Linked DNA regions of Mus musculus: regions 1, 3, 4 and 5 are each linked to region 2. Evidence: chromatin contacts called from public HiChIP or PLAC-seq and promoter capture Hi-C data. All regions are on one chromosome and are shown on one strand. The core of a region is the stretch at or near the end of the contact, and the rest is flanking DNA. Distances in the headings are between cores, read along the strand shown. Region 1 holds the start of Deptor (DEP domain containing MTOR-interacting protein). Region 2 holds the start of Col14a1 (collagen, type XIV, alpha 1). Region 3 overlaps Col14a1 (collagen, type XIV, alpha 1). Region 4 overlaps Col14a1 (collagen, type XIV, alpha 1). Region 5 holds the start of Taf2 (TATA-box binding protein associated factor 2).

The links. HiChIP or PLAC-seq counts read pairs in DNA pulled down with a chosen protein or histone mark. Capture Hi-C pulls out chosen DNA fragments and counts their contacts.
Region 1: a promoter capture Hi-C map of liver shows a contact between it and region 2. The contact joins the promoter of Deptor here to the promoter of Col14a1 in region 2. A contact is called at or near these places in 30 of 39 promoter capture datasets (the 3T3-L1 cell line, 3T3-L1-derived adipocytes, the C10 cell line and 20 more), 8 of 15 datasets of contacts at CTCF or cohesin (the G1E-ER4 cell line, the NIH/3T3 cell line, embryonic stem cells and 4 more), 191 of 484 Hi-C or Micro-C datasets (2-cell-like embryonic stem cells, the 3T3-L1 cell line, the 63-12 cell line and 104 more), 43 of 115 datasets of contacts at active chromatin or transcription factors (the 230-238 cell line, the HPC-7 cell line, PVALB interneurons and 29 more) and 4 of 9 other capture datasets (adipose tissue, embryonic stem cells, liver and 1 more).
Region 3: a contact with region 2 is called in a BATF HiChIP or PLAC-seq map of CD8 T cells, with 7 read pairs. The contact joins the enhancer-like site here to the promoter of Col14a1 in region 2. A contact is called at or near these places in 5 of 39 promoter capture datasets (embryonic stem cells, hematopoietic stem and progenitor cells and neural stem cells), 3 of 15 datasets of contacts at CTCF or cohesin (CD8 T cells, the NIH/3T3 cell line and stem cell-derived epiblast-like cells), 15 of 484 Hi-C or Micro-C datasets (the 4T1 cell line, CD8 T cells, the CH12 cell line and 10 more), 28 of 115 datasets of contacts at active chromatin or transcription factors (CD8 T cells, the SCID.adh cell line, VIP interneurons and 18 more) and 3 of 9 other capture datasets (adipose tissue, liver and pancreatic islet).
Region 4: a contact with region 2 is called in an H3K4me3 HiChIP or PLAC-seq map of neural tube, with 5 times the contacts expected there. The contact joins the enhancer-like site here to the promoter of Col14a1 in region 2. A contact is called at or near these places in 10 of 39 promoter capture datasets (the 3T3-L1 cell line, cranial neural crest, embryonic stem cells and 5 more), 6 of 15 datasets of contacts at CTCF or cohesin (CD8 T cells, the NIH/3T3 cell line, embryonic stem cells and 2 more), 6 of 484 Hi-C or Micro-C datasets (bone marrow-derived macrophages, cerebral cortex, embryonic fibroblasts and 2 more), 15 of 115 datasets of contacts at active chromatin or transcription factors (bone marrow-derived macrophages, craniofacial prominence, embryonic basal ganglia and 7 more) and 4 of 9 other capture datasets (adipose tissue, embryonic stem cells, liver and 1 more).
Region 5: a contact with region 2 is called in a promoter capture Hi-C map of liver. The contact joins the promoter of Taf2 here to the promoter of Col14a1 in region 2. A contact is called at or near these places in 15 of 39 promoter capture datasets (the C10 cell line, the HPC-7 cell line, the SN4741 cell line and 9 more), 1 of 484 Hi-C or Micro-C datasets (bone marrow-derived macrophages), 18 of 115 datasets of contacts at active chromatin or transcription factors (bone marrow-derived dendritic cells, bone marrow-derived macrophages, embryonic basal ganglia and 9 more) and 4 of 9 other capture datasets (adipose tissue, embryonic stem cells, liver and 1 more).

The regions. Positions count from the first base shown.
Region 1 is chr15:55,108,309-55,113,849 of GRCm38.p6, reverse strand. It overlaps Deptor (DEP domain containing MTOR-interacting protein), which reads right to left and starts at 1,533. Exons shown (of 9, transcript NM_145470.3): 1 at 1,231-1,533. The coding sequence starts at 1,352. Gm9920 (predicted gene 9920) reads left to right here and starts at 268. Exons shown (of 5, transcript NR_045093.1): 1 at 268-510; 2 at 1,254-1,507; 3 at 2,634-2,730; 4 at 4,873-4,937.
Region 2 is chr15:55,305,955-55,310,874 of GRCm38.p6, reverse strand. Col14a1 (collagen, type XIV, alpha 1) reads right to left here and starts at 3,124. Exons shown (of 48, transcript NM_181277.4): 1 at 2,891-3,124.
Region 3 is chr15:55,518,294-55,523,184 of GRCm38.p6, reverse strand. Col14a1 (collagen, type XIV, alpha 1) reads right to left here. Exons shown (of 48, transcript NM_181277.4): 47 at 4,848-4,891; 48 at 2,382-3,252. The coding sequence ends at 3,173. Among named protein-coding and RNA genes, the nearest start is that of Mrpl13, 37 kb to the left of the region's middle. Within about 2 kb of position 2,229, at least 26 of the 459 cell types and tissues checked have an H3K27ac peak or open chromatin away from gene starts, as enhancers often do. A contact at or near this core is called in CD8 T cells, where this site is marked.
Region 4 is chr15:55,482,669-55,487,845 of GRCm38.p6, reverse strand. The region is part of intron 40 of Col14a1 (collagen, type XIV, alpha 1); the gene reads right to left. Among named protein-coding and RNA genes, the nearest start is that of Mrpl13, 72 kb to the left of the region's middle. Within about 2 kb of position 3,610, at least 5 of the 459 cell types and tissues checked have an H3K27ac peak or open chromatin away from gene starts, as enhancers often do. A contact at or near this core is called in neural tube, where this site is marked.
Region 5 is chr15:55,070,579-55,075,730 of GRCm38.p6, reverse strand. It overlaps Taf2 (TATA-box binding protein associated factor 2), which reads left to right and starts at 3,579. Exons shown (of 26, transcript NM_001081288.1): 1 at 3,579-3,884; 2 at 4,284-4,338. The coding sequence starts at 3,802.

The DNA of each region.
Region 1 (5,541 bases), core at 284-2,783, 200 kb after region 2:
ATTATTAAGAAAGTCCAATTAAATCAGAAAAACTTTACGTCATCTCCATTACAAAATACTCTTGATGAAGGAAAACAGGTTTTTAATTCCCTTCAATTTTGGCCACACAGTTGAGATTTAACGAGGAACTGAAATGCGTGATTTTCCTTCTGTCACACTGGACTCCACCGTCCTGACTGCCAACAGCTACTTCCTCAAACTGAACACTGCAAAGCCAAGTGCTTTACCAGACCTCCAGGAACCTCTGTAACACTCTCCTTCCAGTCTGGAAACAGCCATCTAGAAACCGAAATAAGCCGGAAAAATCAAGCCAAGAGCTAGAGGGAGCTAGCACACTTCTTTCAGGTGGGACTGGGCTCGCGGTTCAAGTTCTGGCAGAGCCGGATTCATTTGGAGTGGCAATCTGATTTACAACCCCCAATATCAAGGCAGCTGCGGAAGCACAAGTCTTAAGCATATGCCCAAGAAAAAGGAACAGGAAGCGATGGGAATGTCAAAAGAGCCCTGGGGGTAAGTGCTTGTTCCTGGATCTGTGAGATGGGAAAGTGGTAATTCTAGGAAAAGTGCGCGGCGGTGGGCCAACTCCGGGGTCCCAAACGTGGGCACTGAACAAGGTACTTTCACGCCCCCTTGCGGACCCAAGTGACACCTGAAACCAAGTGTGCCAATCAAGGGATAGGTAAAGAACTGGGAAAGGTTTTGGAAGAGAAGCAACCCGTCAAAGCACTCGCAGATATGCTCCAGGTTTTACATAAAAGTAACCTGAAGCTCCAATGAGGGAAGCATGTCTTGCTAGAAAAAAAGGAAAGCTGAACCGAAGGCACTCATGGGTGCTGGAGCCTTCTATCTGGAAGCGCAGGGACTGGGGTCCCATCCGAAATCTCTTCTTTTTGGAGCGAGCAGACTAGACAGTCATCAGGAACACCTGGCAAGGGGGTTTGCACGCACTGAGTGGTGGCGAGTCGGAGGGACGCATGGCTGCAGCAGTCCAGCTAGGGCGCAGCCTGCACCGCGCGTTCCCGGCATCGGTCCCCGCAGCCTGGCTGAAGCTGCTAGCCTCCGGGCTGCAGTAGCCAGGCACCCGTGCAGCGCGACCCAACCATCCCACTCGCTCGCAACTGTCCCTACGCCCCGCGCGACACGCCTGCCACGAGCCAGATGGCGTGTGCGCTCCGGACCGCGGCGGGCATAGGGCAATCGAGAGCCCATCTACTGAGTGCCTTTCCTTACCGGAGCTGCTCTCCCGTAACTAGGACTTCAGCCATGCGTTCCAGCTCTCTCTGCTGCACCCCGCCGCTCCCGCCGGCGTTGCTGTCGCTGCTACCACTGCCGCCGCTGCTGCCCTCTTCCATGTTCCTGACCGCGCGGTTGCCACTCTGCCTTTGCTGTCCCGGCGGGTGCGCCTGGCGTTTGGATCAATGTGCCCTCCCCGAGGCCGCCCCGGCCATCTTTGTTCCGGGCGGTGCCGTGGCTCAGACGCGATTGGCTGGTGAGGGAATCCCTGCGGGTAAGCAGGAGAAGTCGGCGAGTCCGGGTCTGGAACTTCGGCTTGGGGGCGTGGCCTGGGCTCTCTCATGGTCGGGGGGCGGGGACAAGGAGAAAAATAAAAACATCGGGGCGGAGCTCTGAGCCCTGAGTTTTTGCAGGAGGTTGAGCCTTTCGCTCCTCTTTTATATTTCCTTTTTCACTCCCAAACTCATGCTGGGGAATGTTGCAGTTTTTCTCCATTTTCCATACTAGAGTTGTAGAGAATAAAAATGAGAACAGATTACTCAAAAACGGAGCAGTTGAGGATATTGCTGAAGGGCATTTCAGGCTACCTGATCCCTTTCCCTATAGACCATCTACTACTACCCTATGGTGGAGTCAATAAAGGATCCTGCCCTGCGGTTCAAAAAGACTAAGAACCTGGCTTCATTACTTTGGTTTCCTACCTAAATGCTCTTAATCCCTTTTTTACACTAGTTGTAGCTATCACTTGTCCACATCTGCTGCATTAAAGATGTTTTAGATAAATTGCTACCCTCTTGTGTTTCCCATATCATTCCTTTTACGTCGGGAAGGCAACTCGGAGGGGTGAGGTAACTTGTCTCAGGCAAGCAGGCAAGAGCATTCTCAGTTTTAGGTTATGTTTTTAAAACAACTCTATCTTGGCAGGCATGGCGACACACTTATGTTCCCAGAACTTCAGAAGATGATCATGAGTTTGGACCAGACTGGGATAAGAAGATACCTTGTCTCATAAAACAAACTAAAACCAAAAACAGCTTAACTGACAAAAGCAAGCAATACAATAAACCGTTAGAAGAGCAGGTTAGGGGCTGGAGAGATGGCTCAGCTGTTAAGAGCACTGACTCACTCCTCTTCCAGGTGTCCTGAGTTCAAATCCCAGTAACCACATGGTGGCTCACAACCATCTGTAATGGGATTTGATACCCTCTTCTGGTGTGTCTGAAGACAGCCACATCGACAGTGTACTCACACATATAAAATAAATAAATCTTTAAAAGAAGAAGAGGAGGAGGGGGGGGTGAGGAGGAGGAGGAGAAAGAGGAGGAGGTTAAACATATTTGAATGGCCGAGCTGGTCTACCATGTTCATTAAAAGTCATCACTGTGTCTCTTCGTTTTTAGTTTGTAAACTTCAACATAGCTTGACTGGGAAGTCATGGCTTCCGCGGCCATACACATTTGTTGAAGTATCTTTGGATTTGCCTTTTGGAAGATACAGGTACTTGTGTCTACGATAACTGTCACAATCTTCAGGAAGTGTCAGTATATAACAAAACATATGCTGCTGTGAATGTTACTTGACATTCCTGAAGACTAGGCTCTGAACCTGCTAGGGTCACAAAAGTAGAGCATTTAGTACTTTGCAAGGTCCATTCTCTGGTAAACAAAACTATTGTTTGGGGTAGAATCTTGCTGTGTAGCCCAGGATAGCATCAAACCCTTGATCCCCCTGCCTCAGTCTCCAAAGTGCTGGAATTATAAGACCTGAACACCATGCTCTGTTCTATTTTTTCCTCCAAAGGTAAATTTTTTCCTCAAAGGTAAATATTTTAAAAGATGCACCAATGGAGAGAGGTTTCAGTTCAAAGTATTCTAAGAGCCCCATAGCATAAACATTAAGTGACAGAGGGAGATGGCCTAGACTTAATGAGGGTAACAGCTGTCTGTCTGTCTGTTTGTTTTTGCTTGGTTTGTCAAGGTAAGGTTTCTCTGTGCAGCCTGGCTGGCCTGGAACTCACTCTGGAGATCAGGCTGACCTAAAACTCAGAGGGCTGCCTGCCTCTGCCTCCAGAGTGGTAGGATTAAAGGCGTGCGCCACTATGCCCAGCTGCTGGTTCTCAGGTTTTAAATCTTATACTTACTATACAGAATATTGAGATTTGTTTCATTCACCCATGCAATCTTGGTCCTCGCCGACCATTGTCCAAGTTTATAATTTTATGTCAGTCACTAAAGCTCTTTGAATTTCAATTTTCTATTGATAAGACGAAAAGTAATTTTTACTTTCTAGGGATGGTCTGTGACATTCATGAAATAACAGTTCAATAAATAAAGTTTTGAAGATACATTTTAATAACAAAATTGTGTACATCTGTAATTTTAAAAAAATTACTGCAATGTAAGGCTAAAAAAAAAATTCAAGTTAGGGAAATGCCTGACCTGAAAGGGAAAATAACTTTTAATTTTATCTTCGGTTTTAGCTTTTTGAAACAGAACATCTCATGTAGCCAAAGCTGGCCTCAAACTCCTGATTCTCTTGCCTCCACGTTCCAAAGGCTGTTGGGCCAGCCCGGCCTACATGAACTGGGTACTCCTGGAAGGCAGGCTGGGGCTGAAAGAGAGACTAGATGGCGAGAGAAATAATGAAGCCAAGACAAACAAATTTTCTCTGATCAAGGCCTGAGAGTTTACTAAGAAACTGTGTTTAAAAGGGGGAGGGCCCCCCGAGTCCATCCTTGGTGCTTTGTTGCCATGCTGTCAGCACTTGGTCACCAGGCTGTTGCTTGTTCAGGAACATCTCAGGAAGACAGGTTCAGTCTCTCAGCAGGTAGCAGCATCTCAGAGAAGAGCAGGGCTGTTGTCACATCAAAAGAAAACAGCCAAGTCGAAAAGCTGCATCACAGGTGGCCCCACCTCAGTGGTGACAAGGGCTGCACCAGACCGCTTCAGGCTGGGGGAAGCTACAGTTACAGATTAAACCTTAGGCTTACATGTGATACAGGGATCACACCATACTGCATTGCTTAAGTCACTCTTCTAGCAGACATATGGGGGAAACTGCTTGCTAAGGACACATAGGCATCCATGGCCATGACTGTCCTGGAACAACTGGGCTTCAAGAAACTACGAGTGTGGATGATGACAGAAAACAGGAAGGCATTGTTATGGCAATTAATCCCACACCAAGATTTCAGAAGAGCTGAAAATCTTGACAGACTTCCACATTGCAAGCCAGTTATCTTCTCAGAGGAAATTTTCTATTCTCAGAGGGAAAGGCTATATAGCGTCAGTCCCATTAGTTATTGAGTGGATTAAATGAAATTTCACAAATCCTTACAGGTGGAAACTAGTAGAAGTGAAGGCACCTTTCCCAGCAATGCTGGCTCACTCCTGCATCTTATGGTACTTTAGAGGCTAGTATCAAAGTCTGGATGAAGACGGTCTGGGTGTGTGTCTGCATTTCCAGGTGCTCAAAGTGTTCCGTTTTGATGAAATACAAGACAAATTACATCAAAAAGGCATGCTTAACATATGCTCAAGCCTTATAGGAGTCAAGAGAGAAAAATACTCTGTAAAATTGCTGTTGAGTGTTTCTATTTGGATTCTCAGTAACAAACAGTATGTCTCCTCCTTCATTTAGGTTCCTGGCCACTCCCTAGTCAATCATATTTTGAGCAGTGCTGGTGCAATGAGCTCTTCCTGAAGGTTAGTCACAAAGTGAAAAGATGAACTTAATTACTAATTACTTAATTACTAATTACTTAATTACTAAAAAAGTGAAAGTATAGTATCAGCCACAAAGCTTAATGATAGGGTAGGTGTTATCTGGGATGGGTACCACACATCCAGACCGAAGCATTTGGAAGATGGAAGAAAGGTCAGTCAGTATTTGTGGTGGTTTGAATACGGTTGGCCCAGGAAGTGGAACTATTAGGAGATGTGGCCTTGTTTGAGTAGGTGTGGCCTTGTTGGAGGGAGTGTGTCACTGTGAAGGTGAGCTTTGAGACCCTCCTACTAGCTGGCTGGACACAGTCTGCTCCTGTCTTCCTTTGAATGAAGATATAGAACTCTTAGCTCTTCCAGTCCCATGTCTGCCTGGATGCTGCCATGCTTCCTGCCATGATGATAATGGACAGGACCTCTGAAACTATAAGCCAGCCCCAGTTAAGAGTTGTCCCTTATAAGAGTTGCCTTGGTCGTGGTGTCTCTTCACAGCAGTGGAAACTGAAACTAAGATAGTATACAAGGTCAACCTTAGCTATATAGCAAATTCAGTAGGTTAGCTTGAAACACATCATATCCTACCTCA
Region 2 (4,920 bases), core at 1,875-4,374:
GTCTCTCTCCTTTGCTCAGTCTATCCTGGAGGTCAGCCCTGGATGGTTCTGAAAAGCATAGAAGGCTAGAGACTTCTCTGAAATCTTCAGCTGGACTCTGAGAGGTCCAGGACTAGGGCCAAAAAGCTCCTCCCATCCATCCTGAACCCTGGGAGCCATCCAAAACGACTCCAGGAACACTGACAGGTTCCAAGGAATCCTGCCCAGAGAATTAATAATTAAGAGGCCTCACTAGGGTGGCTCCTGTCCCTTCCAATGGACCTGTTGGAGGTCAGGGCTATCGTGGAGGTTCAGGATCATCCTGGTTCAGGGACCCTGAAGCAGAAGGAGAGGATACCCAGTATTTATTAAAAGACTAAAAAGATGCCCTATGTAAAATGGGTAAAGCCTAAGGGTATCCTAGTAGATGAATAAAATTAATCACAAAGGGCTTATACAGTATAATTCCATGTATATGAAATCCACCAAGACCGGATGACAAGTTGGGAAATTACTATCCAGAGCTGTAGGTTTTCTGTTGGAAATACTAAAAATGTTCTATATCTTTTTAGAAATTTAAAAAACAAAAACAAAAAACATGTGGCCTGGCGGTGGTGGCACACACCTTTAATCCCAGCACTTGGGAGGCAGAGGCAGGTGGATTTCTGAGTTCAAGGCCAGCCTGGTCTACAGAGTGAGTTCCAGGACAGCCAGGGCTACACAGAGAAACACTGCCTCGAAAAAAAAAAAAAAACAAAACCAAAAAAACAAAAAGCATGTGTATTTGGCGTGGATGTCCATGGAGACAAGAAGAGGCTGTCCAATTCCCTGGAGCTGGAATTACAGGTGTTTATGAGCTGCCAAATATCCTTGCTTGGAGCCAAACTAACCTAACCCTAACCCTCTCTAGAAGAGCGGTAGGTGTTCTTAACCACTAAGCCATCTCCAGAAACCTAAAATAATTCTTAATTTGGGATGTGTACTGCACATTTTAAATATACTAAAAGCTCTTGAGTTATGCACTTTAAATGTGTGAATTGTGTCCTGTGTGAAATGATTATCAAGTAGACTGTTTACAACACAAACAAGGAACCAGGCATGGTGGCCTATGCCTGTAATGCCAGCACTGAGGGAACGAAGGCAAGAGGGTCCTAGAGTTCCTAGCCAGCGGGGGCTACCTGATGAGTTCCAGGCCAGTCATGGCACAACCTGTCACAACAAAATAAATAACAAAACAAACAAACCAACCAAATCAAACCATCAAAGAACTGTATTAGAAAATCTGGCATTGGGTCCAGGTGCAACAAAACCCCCTCCGTGTTATTCTCTTAACATCAGATCTAAATTCCATCTGTCCGACCCTCCATTCACCCACCCACCCATTTCTAATGTAATAGTGAGGCTACCTATAGAGGTGGAGTCCCTCTTCAGCAACAGAACACCCAATCTCTTTAGTGCAGCCACCCTGAGCCTGCTTGCTACTCCATCCTATAAAGAAGTGCCTTTGGTCCTTTGGTAGAAGCTGAGGCCAGGACCTCCAGTAACTGAAGATTGAGAAATCTCATTTTCTCCTAACCGTGGTGTCACAGAGGTCTTCCTCCTATTTCTCTTCCTACTGCTAGTGCTCCACTTTAACACTTGCTACCAGCAAACAACTCTGCAAGGCTTCCAGCAGAGTCAAAGCCAGGCAGTGGCGCGCGCACACACCTGCAATCCTGCACTTGGGAGGTGGAGACGGGAGGAATGTGAGCCCAAGGTCTCCTCCCTCTGTTCTGAAGAAAACTTTTAGACCAGCCTGAGCTACATACCACCCTGCCTAAATAAATAGATCTTTCTTTCTTGGAACTCCAGTCAGATCTAGAAGTCATGTTCCAGCAGTTGGCGGGGTTGGGGAGTTGGAAGCGGGGGAGGGAAGTGGGAGAGGGATTCATACCACTCTGAGAACTGCACGTGAGCATCTTCAGAGGTGCTCTTCAGGGCAAGTTAACAGCTCTCCTAGACCTTGCCTAAGCAACCCTGAGCACAAGACTAGCTACCCACTGAGCACCCAAGAACTCAGCACCAAGTTTGCATAATGACTCCAAACCGTGGCGGGTAACTAAGGTTACTTACTCGAAAGAATCACGGGGCTCCTCTAACCTAACCTAACCTAGCCCTGCTCCAGACTGTGCATACTGCATGCTAAAGCCCAACTTCTGCAGATGCTCCGGATGCCCACAAGCGGAACGCAAGAGGAGTTCGCAAAAATAAAAGGAAAAAAAAGTGAAGAAGGTTCCTGCAGCAGCTTAGCTTGGTGGTTCCCCTCAAAGCAGCAACACTGGGAGCTTGGTATCATTCTACTGTCTATGAACTCTCACTGGCTACCCCCCTTTCCGTGCAGAGCCTGGTCCACAGCTGCCCCGACGTGCAGCAACAGTCCAGTGAATGCTTGGATGCGTGTTCTCCAAGGACTGGTCTCCCGATCCACTGCCAAATAGAATCTAAACAGCGTTGTGCTCTGTGCGTACACGGTGCTTCCAAAAGACTCCCTAAGCCTTTACCAATTGAACTTGCTGGAGCCACCACTACAGAGCTGCCAAATGCAGCCAATTCCAGCCCGGCGCCCACCGCACACAGACACCATGGGAGGGAGGGATCCTCAGAGAGAAACGGAGGGCTCCTTTGCTGTCCACACACCCGTCGGTCACTAGGCGCGTTGCAATCTCTCTGCCCTGTGGTCCCCAGACAAGCATCTATCTGGGTGCACGGTCTCCTAGCTCACCCCTAAGGTCTCCGGCCACCCCGCGGGCACACTTGCAGTGGTTGGTCCTGGCAATCGCATCCGTCTGCAGGTGGCTCTCACTGGGGCTCTTTCTTCACCTATGAATTATGCAAAGCCGAGCGGGAAAACAGTAGGGAAAGACGAACTGACCTGTGCAGGGCAACGTTCCAGCCCAGGTTGGGGACCTCTTGGCGCCTAGGGAAGATTAGCCGCCGACTGGTTCTTAGCGAACCACTGCCCTGGCTCGCCTTCCCTCAGAGTACCCTTTCTCAATTAACTTCTCTTTCCTGTCGTTCACTCTGTCCTCTCCTTGTCCCTCTCCCGTCGCCTCCTGCCCTACAGAGCTTCCTTCCCCTCGCCTCTCACCCAGGATCAGATAAGAGGAAAGAAACCGCTGCGCGAGCCAATTATAAAGCCAAAGGTGGTGGCGGGGGGCGGGAAGTGGGGAGACAGACCCCCACTTTCCCTCCTCCTCTCTAGCATCCCCGCCCCGCTCGAGTTGCAGAGGAGCCCGCCCCACTCCTCCCAAGTTCAGCCCAAGGACTGGCAGCCGACCCAGGTGCGCGTGGCAGCCGGGTATAGAACGCAATTGAGGAGCCCCTGGGTCCTCCCCACCCCCACAACTAAAGCAGTGCCCTGTGCTCCCCCCCCCCCCATCAGAACCCCCGAGTCACTGGGAAATCTCCAGCACTCGTCCAGGCTCCATCCCCAAAGATGAGTTTTGCCTTCCCACAGTGGGTCCCCTCTCCCTTGCTCTTCAAGTCCTAGGGACCAGCACAGTCGCCAAGGGTAGACATTTATTCAACGGGAATCGACTGGAAGAATGCTAAATTGGAGGGTTTTCTTGGTCGTAGAAACAAAATATGGACAGTTTTATGCTGTTGGACCAGCAGATCTCCTTTCCCCATGCTCAGAGATTACAGTCAGTAGGTTTGAGCGAATCCGAAGGACCCATCGTCTATAAAACTCTGGGGACTCTGGTCTGTGCGGGCCACGCCCTTTGAGAAGTCCTGTTCTGGAATGGCTAGAGATGCTCAGAGCTCTTGGTGGCTGGGGACTGGATCTGAGTTCTTGTCCTCTGGGCGCTTTTTAAAAGGTCATCTTCCCATTTTGTGTCAGGTTAGCAAATGCCCAGGCGTCCAGTGTCACACCAGAAGTTGTCATCGGCTCAAATGGAGAGCGGGAGTTGCATACACGCCGACCATTTGTGAGAAAAGACCAAAATGACTGTGATTTTGATCAGTTCCAAGAGCAGGCGGTAGAGAATCAGTGAGAGGTACTCTCATACGTTCCCGAACCTGCCTCCAAAATGCCCTTCTGAGAGCACAGGAAGGGATGCGCTACACCATTCAAGGTGATTCCCGAGACCTCGAACCTTCCAAGCTTAGGCTTTCTTCAAATTTGCGTACTTCACTCCAAATGTTCTCCAAGTGGCCTCTCTGCGTAGTTTCTGAACTTCGCCTTAAAGTGAAAAGGATCGCTATAGCCTCCTCCCTGAGACCCCGAGTCGGGATCAGTCTTGGCTTCAACTCCGCCACAGAGAAAGAAGGCTGCTTTGCAGCTTGAAGATCCTTCTGTGCTTCATTAATGTGCGCTATTCGCCCGGGTCCCTCGGTAGTCGAACGCAAAGACTAAAAACCCGCACGCGGGACTGCCAGGGTGAGAGCGCCACCTGCCGCCTGCGTCGGCTTGGCGAACTGAAACAGACTTTTCTGGCAAGTAGGAGCCTGAATTCAAGGAGTATTTGTTCCTTGGATATATGTCCTTTCCAATGTTTTACTCCTCAAATGTCTATTATTATCCCCTTTTAATAATGTACCAAGGTGCTGGTGACCACTGTAAACACCGTTCTAAATCCCTTGGGGGAGGTAGTTAGGAGTTAGATATGATATGGGAGAGGTAGTGCATTATTTAATTATGAAAATCCAAAAATGGAAGACTCTCTGATGATCATAAAATAAGAAATACATGTATAAACAAGTATGCAGAAAGTTTTATTAGACTTTTAGACGGGGTTGACAGGAGGACTCCTGGCCAGCCATTCTAGCCTTATTATTGAGTTCCAGGTTCAGTGAGAGACTTGATCTCAAAAACTCAAATGGAGAATTAACTCGGCATTAACCTCTGGCTTACACAGGAATGCGCACTCACGCACACACACTTTTACAGTTTGTATTATA
Region 3 (4,891 bases), core at 980-3,479, 210 kb before region 2:
AAATACACTAGACTATGGAGTTTCCTCTTTTTATAATGTCTTCATTGAGTCCTGTGAAATTAGATTTAAAATCTAAGTCATTAAGTGCTTGCATTGGTCTCCCGGCTTATCTTGTTCCCTCTTCCATTCCCTCTCTTATCAAGAAGACTCCTCTCACATGACAAGCAACTCCTGAAAGAGCGCACTGAACTCAGGGTGTTCTACTCTCCTCCAGCATTCTGCTTAGCTCCATCTCTCCACTGATTGGTCAGAGGCATTCTATGTGCACCCAATTAGAAGCATTTGCAGTCGTCCCTACCTCACCCCCCTCACTTCTATCCCAGCGCGTTTTCTGTCTCCGCATCACTTCTCATAAGTCTGAATTCATTTACTGCTCTCCTCATGCATTCTGAGTCTCTCTCCACAGTTCACATCTCTTTTGTTCTTGTTTTCAGCCTCAGACTTAAATCAGCAATGTTAGAGGCATGCAAAGATGACGCCAGAAAGAAAAGGCAAAGAAGAAAGGAAAGGTCATCCTGAAGTTTTTGAAAGAAACAGAGATCCTAACAAATGTGATGGAGAGTGTGAGGAGGAAAGTTTTTCCCCATGATAGGATGGCCTGTTACTTTCAGAAAATGGCGTACACCTATAAAAGAGAGACGTGCATTCCTGCCAAGATAAATGAGCCAGTAAAACGTGCTCCTGAGAGTCAGCTTGTATTACAGGCTGTGTATTATAAACACACACATCCAGAATCCGAGGTACATCTTTTATTCTGAACATGGCACTCAATAAAAAGCCGAGATGCAGGGTCCAAGTGATGACACACGCTAAGCAAATGAGACTTTGCTGTTGCTTAAGTAAACATATTCAAGTCACCAAATCAAAGCCAGGTCATTTGTGTGTGTGTGTGTGTGTGTGTGTGCAAGCCAAGACTGCTGTGAAGAGATTAGAGTCTCTAATGGCTTCATCTTTTGTAAAAACTGAAAGTCTTTGAAGTAACACAGTATTAGACCATTTGTTCTTACCTAACTCATCAAAAACACACAGACTATTCGTCTTGATCGTCATCATTAAATGTCCCAGACAGAGGAACCGGACAGAAGACTGTTATAGAGCAATGTATCAGCTTTCCAGCTGCTTAAATTGGAGGAGTTCTCCCAGGGGATTCTAGGTTCAACTATGTGGATATCCCTTGCATTATTGAGCAATTCCTACTCCTTGCTGGCCCTGTTTTTCTGTGGTAAATTTCAGCTGGGACATAAAGGTTTACAGGCTACATGCTCTCTGGCTTCCTTCATTACACCAGAAAGCTACTTATTTGCCTGGGTCATCCAAGGCACCCACATACATGATGCCGGTTGGATCATTTGTTAGCAAGACTTCTTCTCTCTAGTAACAGAAACCAAAGGCAGCAATGAAATCTGCAGAAGGATAGAGGGGGAAAAAATGTGACTCAACAGACACCCTGCTTTTTCTGAGTCTTCTCCTGACCCAGACAGAACCTAAGTTAGGTTGTAAATGAAGCCACCCAACTTTCTTAAAATGGTTGTTAGCAGGGTCAGGCAACTGAGGAGTTGGGTCTCACACAAAGATATGGCTTTCATTCTTTCCTAGTTCCAACCAGCAAATAGAGCCGAACAGGGGATCCTAGTCAGACCTAGGTTTCCCTAGGAGAATTCTTTCAACTTAAGAGGCTGGGAAGGTGACAGATACAGTGCTCCATATTGATCCTCTTTCAGGTTTCTCGGTTTGGACATTCAGCAGTGACTACTGAGATGTGCTTTAGATGAGTTAGGTGAGAACAAATGGTCTAGTATATAATAAACTAATAGAACTCAACTATTTTTTTTAACACTTAAGAGTTTTCCTTTGGAATAAAAACAAAAGAAGTTCTAGTTTAAGGTCTAGAGTCTCTGGGATTCAATTTAATTTCCTCTTTACCATCTAGAGCAGGGGTTCTCAACATGTGAGCTGTGGCCCCCTTGTGGGTCCAATGGCCCTTTCACAGGAGTCACCTAAGACCATCTGCAAACAAGGGTATTAAATTATGACTCATACAGTAGCAAAATTGCAGTTATAAAGAAAATACTGATATGGCTGGGGATCCCCACAACAAGAGGAGGTGTATTAAAGGGTGGCAGCATTGGAAGACTGAGAAGCACTGCCTTAGAGGTCTTCAGGGATGTCTTAGTACAGACAGGATGTCTTCTACACAGAGGAGGGCGTTCTGTGGCTAACCACTGTCTTAACCACTGAGGACAAAGGGATGAAGGAGTGAGAGGTAGAATAAATGTTTAGCTACAGGACCACAGCTGTTCCTTTTGAGATCGACAGTCAACCAAGACCACAAAGGCTGACAGTGACGTTCAGAAGTTTCAGAAGTTAAAAGAATCCACACATGGTGTTTTAAGTTTTTATTTGCTTATAAAAAAAAGGATAAAAACAAGTCTTCAAAAACATATCTGCATTTACAAAGCAATCCCTGTAAGTCGAGGAGAGGCAAGCCCTGAAACACACTCCTGGACAAATGATCTGCCAAAAGATGGGTCTTTTCTGCATCGGAACTGGAAGGAAGTCATTATTTTATACGAATCAAGACTACTGGAAAACAGACTCTATGGTTTTGTTTTTAATTACAGAATCGAGAAAGGCTATATTCTAGCTCTTATTTCTGAACACCCGTGAAAACCAGTTACTGAGTAATCTATGAGTTAGACAGATCAGGTTAAACAAGTAGGAGGTAGTTTCCTCAGTGATGGTGTTATTCAATTACCAGCAAGGTCACTGACATGGGTACAGGGACAGTGGTATAAACTGGGAATCTCTGAATTCGCTCTTCTGCTGATAGGGCCCCAAATTCCCTCTGATATAACCACGCTTCTCTTATTAATTTTACAACTTGAAATGATGTAACAGAGAAGACACTCCAGGGTGTATCCTTCTCAGCACTCTTCATTGGAAGAAGTCCAAAGTAACTGGTGTACAGTTAAAACAGTGTCACAGAAAGGGGCGGTTTCAAAACACAATTTTTAAAAAACGGTAATATTGACGTTATCCACAGAGGAAATATACCCCATACCATCAGCCCTGCCTCCCTCTGCAAAGTAGAGGACAAACCACGTGACAGCATTTGGTAAGTGAAGCTCCAGAAGAGGGCCTGCCCCTGCTCTTCAAATGTCTCCTGAGGTCATCAGATGCCTGCGCTCCACAGATCCATGGCCTCCTGCTCGTCCTGGACCGGTGTGAACTCAGGCTGATCAGGATGGGACACTAAAGAGGAAAAGTGGGGGTGGGGTACTGATGGGGCCCAGGAACCATAAATGGATAATCTCCCCTATCTGGGTCCTTAGGGACACAGATTTGGTCAATAAAGCAGAGAGGTGCAATGTGTGAGGAGAAAGCACTCACTGCCGAGCCTGCTATGCCGCTTCCCCAGGAGGCTTTATAGTTGTTAAAAGGAGGAAGAGAAAGACAAACTAAACAATGGAGTTAGAAAACTGGAACCATGGCCAATTGCTTAAATACCGGATGTTTTTTATTTACAAAAGAAACCCTGAAATACAGTAGAATCGTAGAAGAAAATATAAAATTAAAAACCCAGTCTCGTGTTACAAGTCCATCACCAGGGGAGAGTGGAAAGAAGGGGATGCCAAGAGAGGGAGGTGGAGCAAAAGAGCCAGGAGGAAGATACTCATCCTATTGTGTGGAACAGGATAGAGCCTCAGTAAAGTGGCCTTTGGGATAGAGTCTTGGTTCAGAGGCCCAGACCTCCATTCAGATTGACCGGAAGTCTGGTTCTACTATGGTTGATTTATGTTACTTTGTTGCACTTTGTTATACTTTGTTACAATGTTATCACTCCAGCATGTCTGGAGCCGGGTAGGCAGGGGACTTGAAAGTCTGAGATGGAGAAGCAGGTGAGAGAGGAAAGAGGTGACCACAGTCAGGGGCAGGAGCTTAGTAGTGGTGGTGAACCACTTGTGTATCCATAGCCAAATCCCCAGGCCAATGCAACCAAAGGCAGGATTAGCACTTCAGTGCTGGTAATCATTGTACGGGATGAGATCTTAAGGGACAGGGGACAGATTTGAGAGGACAGGGAGGGAAAAGATGAACAGAAAAAAAAAAAAAAAAACACATCAACAAAACTTGGACCAATTTCTCTGGCAACTAAGGTTAAATTTCTCTTAAAAAGGAAAAACGTGCATTTGCTGACTAATCTCCTCACAGACCTAGAGCGGGTCTCTGAACCTCTCTCTCGATAATTCAGAAAGGCCCCAGGGTGAGCAGGCAGACTGCTGCCATGTGTGGGAGATGCTTCAGCTCTCAAAATCTCAGCCTATCACTTAGTGATGAAGCAAAAACAGCTGGCAACTTTGATCTTAAGACCTTTCTTGTCACATGGTGGGCAGATGTCATCTAAAAGAATTTTGGGGACCTCGCTTATTATGGGGGGAGAACTTAAACAGAGAGTGAAATTTTGCAGGAGGTCACGGGCACACCATAACAGAAACAGCATGGAAAATATCTAAATGTTCAACCATATGTGACAAGTGACCCACTAGGAGGCCAAGTCTTTATGGGTCACCATTTGGCAAATGCTCTACCAATATGCTATATCCTCAGTCCAGAAATCAACATTTAGAAGCAAAGAAAACATGGCTGCGGTGTTATTTAAGTCTCTCCTAAGGGATGTGAGTAGACTGTGCAGTAATTTGCACTCTAAAGATGATGTAAGGGAGTATGGAGCCCAGGTTCTGCTGCCCTCCCTGTTTAATTTCCACCACCACCACCCCCCCACACACACACAGGTTAGTATTAACCATTGTATAACTGGGCAAAGCCCTCAAGAGACTGGCACTTACCTCCAACGCCATAAGCAGAGCACGAGGAGGGGTCACAATACCCA
Region 4 (5,177 bases), core at 2,361-4,860, 180 kb before region 2:
ACAAATTCTGCCACCTGCGCTGGACTACCGAGGGCATGCTGTTGTTGAACTCCTTAGGAGTTGTTCTTGGCAAGTGTTTTACGTCTGTTGGCTCCAGTCAGTGGCCCCAGAGCATGGGTTGTAGGTGTGAGAAATGTCACTTATAAACTTAAATAGCTACTTCATTTCAGAAAGTTAGTTAAACTAAGCATAAATAAGTTCTATTCTTTTTGATTAATTTCTAGACCAAAGAGCAGATTCATGTCTCTTGGGATCCACAAGTCTTGAGTGAGAAATGTACCCTATAAAGAGTCTATATTGCAACAAGGGAAAAGCAATGATCTGCAATTCTTAGCTCTTGAGAAATTTATTGGGGCAAAATGTGGGCCAGGTGACTTGCAGTGGTGTGAAAGTTTTGATCTGGGAAAGTTTCTCTGAGTGTCTCCTGTCCTGGGCTCAGCACTGGATACATGCCTGCTTCCTGTTCTACTTCAGAAGAGAAAAAATAACTAAAACAGCCCCCCCCCAACTAAATGCTGTCCCTTAGAAAAACTACTATCCAAGACATTGGATAAGTGAATATGTGCTATTTTTATGAGAATAAGAAATATTAACAGCTGGGATGGCTTCCTCTCACAATTATAAATGCCAGCCCTTCTGACGTGGTTAGCATGAGAGAGAATCCTCAGTCTAAATTTTATAAGTACATAAAAGTTTTCAAAGTCTCACCTCCTACTCCTGGGACAAATAACCGTTTCACCATGAGGTTTTTCTATAGGAACCCTCAGACCCATCCCAAGCCCCCTTGACTGGCATCCTTGCTTTATTTTCTCGACTCTCTTTCTGACAGTTCCCACCACTTTAGCCATAGGCTCTTCCTCCTTCCCCTCTCATGGCACATAACAATCTATGTTATTAACACAAGAACTCTACATAAGTGTTACCTCTTCCAGTGCCAAGTACCAACGATGCTGTGGGGTAATGAGCTTGTGGGGGTGGGGATGCGGGCAGTCCAGAAGGCTTCGAGAGATGGCATAGGGTAAGTGTACGTGAAGGGTAGGTTGTCCAGGCCCTTGACAATGTTCTCAAACCCTCTCTGCCAACGAGTCTTAGCACAAAAGGCAGCCAGGGAGGTGACTGCTCACCCATATTTCGGGTTTGCCTTTTCTGCCTGGCACATTACTTGGCTTCTTTTTCCAGCCTTCTCACAGTCCAGGTGGAGCCTCCTCGTGCCTGAGCACTGGCCAAAGAAGGAGGCCAGTTTCAGCCTTGGCTCATAAACATTTCCTGTTGGTGGCGCTCCATTTTCTAGTCCCTCTTGAAGCAACTTTAGAGGCTGAGCATTGAAGAATGCTCCAAGGCAGAGGCTGCAGAAGGACTATGTGAGATGGAGACTCCTGCTCTTCCCACCCTGGCTGCTTGTGCTGGGTTTCAGACAAGAGATCGCCATTACTGGGCTTTATTTAATTGTCCTGCTCTGCATAAAGTCATTTACATGTTCGGATCATTATGGCCATTATCCAAGGCTGATACATATGGTATCGTTGCTGCCATTTATAATATTTCTGGTTTTCACTTTAGTAAAAAATATTGGACTTAGAACTGGATATGACGGTATGCATCTATAATCTCAATACTCAGAAGGCACAGGCTGGGACAATATGAGTTTGAGGCTAGCCTGGGCTACACAGTAAGGCTTTGCCTGAGGGTAAGTCTGCACACAGACTAAGTTACACACACAGTGTCTCTGTCTTTCTGTCTCTCTCTGTCTGTCTGTCTATGTCTGTCTCTCTCTGTCTCTCTCTATCTCTCTCTCTCCATCCTTCCTTGAATCTGTTAATTAAACAACAAAAATTTATTCTGATGTAAGGGTAATAAATAAACATTTTTAGTAACGTGTGATGGTTCATGCCTCTCTCAGTACTCAGAAGGCTGAGGCAGGGGGATTGCATGAAAATTTGAGACCAGTCTTGGATGCACAGTAAAATTAAGAAAATCCCAGAGAGGCCTTGTCATGAATGAATTATCCTCACTGGATTTTAAATGTAGTGTTTCCTGGGAAAAGAGCATCCATAAACCAGTGTATATAAGAGATGGCCAGGGTCTTCCAGCCCAACAGCTTCATTTTATAAATGAGAAAACATGGAGGTAAGAAAGGACAGAAAAATCTTCATATAAAAAGTTTTTAAAATATCAGTTTTATTTAAGTTTTTATTTATGTGTATATGAATATTTGTGCTATCTGTATATGCTCCCTGTGCTATGTGTATATGCTATTCCCTGTGTGGGGTGCCCTTGGAAGCCAGAGGAGGACAACAGATCTCCTGGACCTAGAGTTACATCATGGATTGGGAAAGGTTTATGAAGTTCCACCCCTAGCTGAGATGGCTGCCTAGGTAAGGAGAGGAGGTTTCTTCAAACATCCCCCAGAGGCTTCCCACCGCTCCAGCTGATGGTCCCACGCCCACTCACAACAGGCAGGACTAAGCACGCCCAGGGGGGCTAAAAAACAAAGCAACAACAACAACACCTTGGCGGTTTGAATAGGAATGGGCCCCCATAGACTCCTGTGTTAGGATGCTTGGCCATAGGGAGTGGCACTGTTAGAAGGTGTGGCCTTGTTACGGGAAGTGTATCACTGTTGGGGCTTTGAGGTCTCCTGTGCTCAAGCTTCTCCAAGTGTAGCACACAATCTCTTCCTGCTCTCTTTGGATCCAGACATAGAACTCTCAGTTCCTACTGCAGCACCAGGTCTACCTACATGCTGCCATGTTCCCAGCCATGACAATAGAACTAAACCTCTAAAACTGTAAGCCAGCCCCAAATTAAATGTTTTAGTTTACAAGAGTTTCCAGGGTCATTGTGTCTCTTCCCAGCAACAAAACCCAAACTAAGATAAACAAGGAGGGGGGAGGAGGATGAAGAGGAAGGAGAAGAGGAAGAGGAGAAGGAGGAGTGGGAGGAGGTGGGGGAGGAAGAGGGGGAAGAGAAGGGGGAGGGAGAGGAAGAAGAGGGAGAGGAGGAGGGGGAGAAAGAAGAGGGAGAGGAGGAGGGAGAGGAGAAGGAGGGGAGGAAGAGGAGAAGGGGGAGGAAGAGAAGGAGGGGGAGGGGAGGAGGGGGAGGAGAAGGAGGAAGAGGAGGAGAACCAAAGGAAGCACATGAAGTTGGGAGAGAAAAACCAATGGTGGATGCAGAGGAATTGGGGGATAGGGGAGAAATTTGATCAAAATGCATTGTGTGAGTGTATAAAATTCTCAATAAAAAGTAAAATGTTAAAGAAAAATTGAAAATATATTTTTTTCCAGAAGAAGTTTTCATATGACAAAAACAGGCTGTAGCACATATGAAAGCAGTTTTAACAGGACTCCATTTAGTTCCTGCCTTCAATGTTGTCCAGGACCAGACAAGAAGGAGAAGCAACCTGGGTCAGAACGGTATTAACAGCCTTCCATGCCTCAGATCCAACAGTGCTCAGGAGGAAAATATCCCTCATCCAACAGAGAGGGGCCTATTCAAAAGGAGAGCTGAGCCATGACATATTTTTCCAGAGGAAGACATTTCTAAACAAACAAAATTGCACTGTTCCCTAGAAGATAGGCAGGAAGTAATGCATTTCCACCCTGCTCCGCGCCCCAGGGGGAGGCATGTGAAAACTCAGGAGCCTGTATCCAGCTCTCTGCTGACACTGAAAGACACTGTTGTAGACATGTCTGCACACTCCTGATTTATAGACACAACATGTTCTGTCTGGGAGGGAGCACAGTGAAATGGCGTTCTTACTCGGGAGCTTAACTGGATGTGCAGTTAGTGAGAAAGATGCTCCTTAGTTACTTGTTCTGTGCCTAGGCAGCAGGTTTAGGTGCGGCCATACCTGATTCCTATGTTTAGAGCAAAGCTTATGTGTTGTTCAGTATTCCATTCCTAACAGTGTTCTAGTGCGCAGAGCAGCCATTGACAGATCATGGTTCCAGGGGTTCTTTGCGCATGTCCAGCAAGTGATCTTAATTGAGGCTACAATGAGTCTGGCAATGTAGAGGATAGAAGGAAATGCCAATGTCATTCATTCTTAGTGTTCTTCATATTTTTCATAGTGTGGGCAGTCAGTGAGATGCGTTGTACAAGCTAAGAAAGTGCTCAGTGCCTGAGCTACATCGCCAGCCCTTCTTCATACTCTCCCATCTGGACTCATCTAACTTCGGAAGACAAAATTCCACTTCACTACATTCTTGGGGGACAGTTTCTTAGAAGCAGACCTGCACCCATGTGTGGCTGATTTCTACCTGTATGGATCTTGGGAGGAAATCTGAAAGGAGGCAGGGGAGGAAGGGAAACAGGACAGATGAAGCAGGCAGAAACGTGGGTCATCTTAAGTTGGTCTGTGTGAACCCATCGGGAGTGCAGACTGATATTGTACAGAGCATATTGGTTCGCTAAGGCTCAGGGGCTGACATGCCAGTTGCTAGGATGACTTTCAAGGGAAATGAACAACGTTTGGCTGTGAGATGGAGCCCATTTCCCAGGTAAAGTGGAGCTGGTCAGCGCACCAATGGCACCCAAGGCAGTAGAGCTTCTCTCTCACTTGAGCCAAAGGCTGAGATGGGATCACAGTGGATCTTGTTCTGACATTTTCTTTTATGGACTAAAACATTTGAACAAATGAACAATTGAATGTTGGTTCTTAAGGCTCCTGTGAGTTTCCGATTTCTATTACACATCCCTTTAAATTTACATATAAAATGGAAGAATGTTAGCCTTAACTTCATATGAGGAAAAAAGTCAAAGCCATCTTCTTCAGATGTCTTCTTAATCCTAAATATAAAATCACAGCCATTTTTTTTGGGGGGGGGGAATCCAAGACAAGGTTTCTCTGTGTAGCCGTGGCTGTCCTGGAACTTGCTCTGTAGACCAGGCTGGCCTCAAACCAGACCTGCCTCTGCCTCTGAAGTGCTGGGATTAAAGGTGTGCACGACCACCTGATTTCATTTTTTTTTAATTTGAGGGACTTAAAGAGGTCAGGAACTCCACAGGAAGACCAACAAAGTCAGTTAACCCTTGGAGGATCTCGGAAACCGAAATCAAAGATGGAGCATGGACAGGACCTAGATCCCAGGCACATATGTAGCTGATGTGCAGCTTGGTCTTCATGCAGGTCCCCGACACCTGGAGTAGGGCTGTCCCTGAACCTGTTGCCTGCCTGT
Region 5 (5,152 bases), core at 2,330-4,829, 240 kb after region 2:
CTTCAGCATCTTGTAACTACTACCCCTTCCTCCCCTCACCCCCCTTTTATCCCCCCAAATTTCTTAAATGTAATAGGATATTTCCATATCCTTCCAGTCACATTTGTAAGTTGCTCACTATATACAAGGACCAAAAAAAAAAAAAAAAAGAAAAAAAAAGTCAGTTGGTAGTAGTGGTAGTAGTACATGCCTTTAATCCCAGCACTTAGAAGGCAGAGGCAGGCTGGGCAATGGTGGCACATGCCTTTGATCCCAGCACTTGGGAGGCAGAAGTAGGTGGATTTCTGAGTTCAAGGCCAGCCTGGTCTAAGGAGTGAGTTCCAGGACAGCCAGGGCTATACAGAGAAACCCTGTCTTGAAACAAAACAAAACAAAACAAAAAACAAAAAAAAAAGAGAGAGAGAGAGAGAAAACTATTATATCTTGAAGTCTGTAAGAATTCTGTAGAAAGTTATTTTTTTCATATATAAAATTCCATAACTTTATTTGCTGTCCTAATTATTAATACATTTTAAAAGTTTCCTGAAGAACTATTAGTAATAGTCTCATTCAGAGCTTTATTTTGTTAAAAGCTGTTTCTATATATACTATCTACATACATGTATATGTGTATACACACACACAAAGACACATGGGATTTATTAGAGTGGCTTACAGGCTGTGGTCCAGTTAGTCCAACAATGGCTATCTTCCAATGGAAAGTCCAGGATTTCAGTAGTTGTTCAGTCTATGAGGCTGTGTGTCTGTCTGAGCTGGTCTTCGGTATCCTCCAGCTCTAAGAAGTAGGCTCTAATACCACTGAAGAAATGAGCTTGCCAGCAAGAGCAAAAACAAACAGGTAAAGAGCAAAAGTTTCCTTCTTCCCTGTCCTCTATATTGGCTACTACCAGAATGTGTGTCCCAGATTAACGGTGGCTCTTCCCACCTGAAAATATCCAGCTTAAAGGTGGGTCTTCCCACTTTAGACATTTAATTAAGGGAAATCTCTCATAGGTGTACTGAGCTGCTTAGATTCTTGCTAATTCCAGATGTAATCAAAGGGACAACCAAGAATAACCAACAGTGTATCAGTTGTTTACATTGCTGAAATGGGCTTACCACTGGCCTCTGCTTACTTGACTATGCACTACTGATAAAGTGGGCTTAATCCTGCATTCTATGTGAAGAATACTGGAGGAGCAGTACTCCCCTGTGTGGGTAAAACTCACTAGCTAACTATAAATCGTTTCTAGTTTTGGCAATTCCGTCTTCCTGTTCACTGGTTGCTCCCACTCTCAACGAGGAGCTATGCTCTGCAAAGTCCTGGCACTCTGTCTTGTGTGCCCCAGCTATGGCTTCCCCCAGTCCATACATAGATGAAATCAATGATGACTCACAGACCCAACCAGTGAAGACCTACTAGATCCAACTATTGACCTACTAAACTCAAACAGAGGCCAGTGGGAATCAATTGAGGTCATGTTAACAGTTGGCTTAAAGTAGTGGTTCTCAACTTTCTTTTTTCTTTTCTCTCTGTAGCCCTGGCTGTCCTGGAACTCACTCTGTAGACTAGGCTGGCCTTGAACTCAGTAATCTGCCTGCCTCTGCCTCCCAAGTGCTGGGATTAAAGGTGTGCACCACCACGCCCTGCCAGTTCTCCACTTTCTTAATGTTACAACCCGTTAATACTGTTCGTGTGTTGACCTCAACCATAAAATTATTTTCAGTGCGACTTCATAACTGTACCTTTGCTGTTATGAATTGGAACCTAACTATCTGATGTGCACATCTGTACATTTTACTACGGGACCCTGTCAAAAGAGTCTTTTGACCCCTCAAAAGGTCATGATGCACAAATTGAGAGCCACTGGCCTAAGGATTGACCCCAACAGCGATTCAACCAGACCACAGGCCTGTCAACCATACGTGTGTGTATCTATATTTATATGGACTTTTGTGTCCTGTAGTGATGTTGAGACAGTCGCATCCACCTTTCTAGAAGAAGCCAGTGAGACCACAGATGGTTATGTTACTTTCCAGCTTCCTGAGCAAAGATTTTTAGCAGATTGGCACCTCCGTGGAAAAAAAAAAAGCAAGTTTTCCCCAGTCTATCTTTTTTTTTAAAGTTTATTTATTATTTATTTTTTATGTATATGAATACACTGTAGCTGTATTGATGGTTGTGAGCTGTCATGTGGTTGCTGGGAATTTGAATTTAGGACCTCTGTTCGCTCTGGTTGACCTCTCTCACTTCAGCTTGGCCCTGCTCACTCCTGCTTAAAGATTTATTTATTATTATATGTAAGTACACTGTAGCTGTCTTCAGACACCCTAGAAGAGGGCATCAGATCTCATTACAGATGGTTGTGAGCCACCATGTGGTTGCTGGGATTTGAACTCAGGACCTTCGGAAGAGCAGTCAGTGCTCTTAACCGCTGAGCCATCTCTCCAGCCCTCTTTTTTTTTTTTTTAAATATTTATTTATTTATCTATCTATTTATTTATTTATTATATGTAAGTACACTGTAGCTGTCTTCAGACACTCCAGAAGAGAGCATCAGATTTTGTTATGGATGGTTGTGAGCCACCATGTGGTTGCTGGGGTTTGAACTCAGGACCTTTGGAAGAGCTGTCGGTGCTCTTAACCACTGAGGTATCTCACCAGCCCCCCCAGTCTATCTTTAAAACAACAGTTTCCACTGGGTATGATTATCACTGCACTTCATTCACCTGCATTTCTGAGAAGATTGCAACTTGGAACAAGCCTACTGCTACCTTGAGGGAATTGTAAAAAATTATAAGTCTGACGATGGTCCCAGCAAATGAGAACGCTTGAGGAAGTGGTCCTGCATAAAGATTGTGTAAGCCATTTATGAGCTCTGCCTTTACTTTGTGTGGGTTTAATAAATAAATGTTCATTGGGAAAAACGAAGTCTAGTTTTGGAAGGTTTAATAAAGTTATGGCTTTATTTTCCTAATTGGTTTTGTTTAGACGAAAAGTTCAAATTAATTTAAAGTCAGCTAACGACCTTGTCAGGAGTAAAAAAGATAGGTGGAGTGAAATCTGTGCAGGTGGGAAAATGTTAATGGACAATACTCTAACGGAATTAACGGACATTGGTTTGCATCTTTAACCCTCAAGAATAGAAAATCCACAGCTTCAAAAATGTCAAAAAGAAAATCTGTTAATTCATAAGACAAATACGGAGGCCATGGGACTTCTGGCTTGAGAGTTCCCTGCGGTCTGATTACACATTTGGAGTTTAAACCACAAGGTCCAAATGGGTGAGTTTGTTCTTGACAGCAATGGTTTCGGGACCATTACTAGGTCCTAGTCCCTCGCCCCTTCCATCCCTTCTTGTCTTCCACAAGCACGATTCGCCTAACACTTAACGTCCCTTCCTTCCTTCCCCATCTTCCTTTTCTCACCCAGTAAATCTTCCCTCTGCTCTCTTAATTTTAGAAATAGTTTTGAGACAAAGGAGAAAAGCCAGACGAGAAATCCCAAACTTATCGTGCAAACCCCGCCCACTCACGCCCGGACAAGACTTCCGGGTTCTGCCTCCGCGGCCGCGCCACTTCCTCTGACGTCACCGGTCAGAGGTGACCGGCAAGATGTCCGCAGGCGGCGGCGGCCGCTTAGAGCTCCTGTAGCGCGGCTCATCTGTGTGACAGGGGCCGGGCGGAGGCGGCTGAGAGTGGTCGGGGAGGGGACAGGAGGCGGAGGACGGGTGGCTAGGCGCTCCGGGTGCACGGGCCGCTACCGGGAATGCGCTGCAGCGCCCCGTGCAGCCTGAAAGGCGAGCCCCGCAGGAGCTCTTCATGCCGCCCACCGGCTTAGAGTCCTCCAGGATGAACAGGAAGAAAGGAGACAAGGGCTTCGAAAGCCCACGGCCGTACAAATTATAAGTACCTTTCCCCTACTCCGTTTCTCGCCCTGCTCTGATTTTGTTTTCATTGATTCTGTGAGTGACTTGATGAGTCCGGGAAACTAGTGGGAAATTAGAGCCCACTCCAGGGGACATGATGTTTGTAGGGTGAAACGGTTTTGAATAATTGTTCAGCATACTCCTTCCCCGCCCACGGGCTCATAAACCTTTCTTAAAGTACCGCTATATTTTTTTGTCAAGACAAACCTTTTCATGGCTGTTGCTCGATTTAAAATAAGCAGGTTACTCATTTTGTAGAATTCGAAGACAAACTACTGTGTGGTTTTTGAGCGGCTCAGTATATAGTCCCTATTCGTACTTAGATTTATGCTTTCATATAATAATAGTCGTTTCTTTCTTTTTTTTTATATATACAACCCATCAGGTCGTCTGTATCAACAACATAAACTTCCAGCGAAAATCAGTTGTGGTAAGATCACTCCCGGTCATCATAAGTCAGCCTTTCACAGTTCTTGGGGGGGATTCTATAGTCTTCCAGATTATATGGTGCCCCAGAATAAGACATAAGAATTCAAGTCTAGTTTGCTATACATGCTGTTCTCTGTTCTCCCCACCTTTTCCCATTTCCTGATTAAAATGTTCAAATATGCTAAGTATATTGTGCAATAGGAAGTCTTTATAGTCAAACACCTTCACATTGTGCATTAGACAGGACAGCCTGTAGTCATAGCAGTCTTAGATTCAGCTGTTCATTTATGGAGTGTCATTTGGAATATTTGTCACACATTGCTATTTGGGGATAGAACGTGAAAACATTAGGGAGTATTTGTAATTTAAGTTTTTACTTCAGCAGTATAGGAAACTCATGATACCTCTCAGTGAAGCTTAGCATTATTAGAGTCAACGTGATTGATAGAATTATACTGTGTTAGTTGAATTGCTCTTGTCTATAAGACATTCCTTTTTTGTTGTTGTTGTTGTTTTGTTTTTTGTTTTTCAAGACAGGGTTTCTCTGTATAGCCCTGGCTGTCCTAGAACTCACTCTGTAGACCAGGCTGGCCTTGAACTCAGAAATCCGCCTGTCTCTGCCTCCCAAGTGCTGGGATTAAAGCATGCACTACCACTGCCCGGCTATAAGACATTCCTTAAGGGATATGTATATTAACCCATTGATTCTTCACTGTAATCTCTTGACACAGATAAGATTTAAGTCCCAGCTCTTCCCCCCCCCCCATCCTGCTTGCTCTGGCCATATTTATTTCATATATGTGGGTACACTGTCA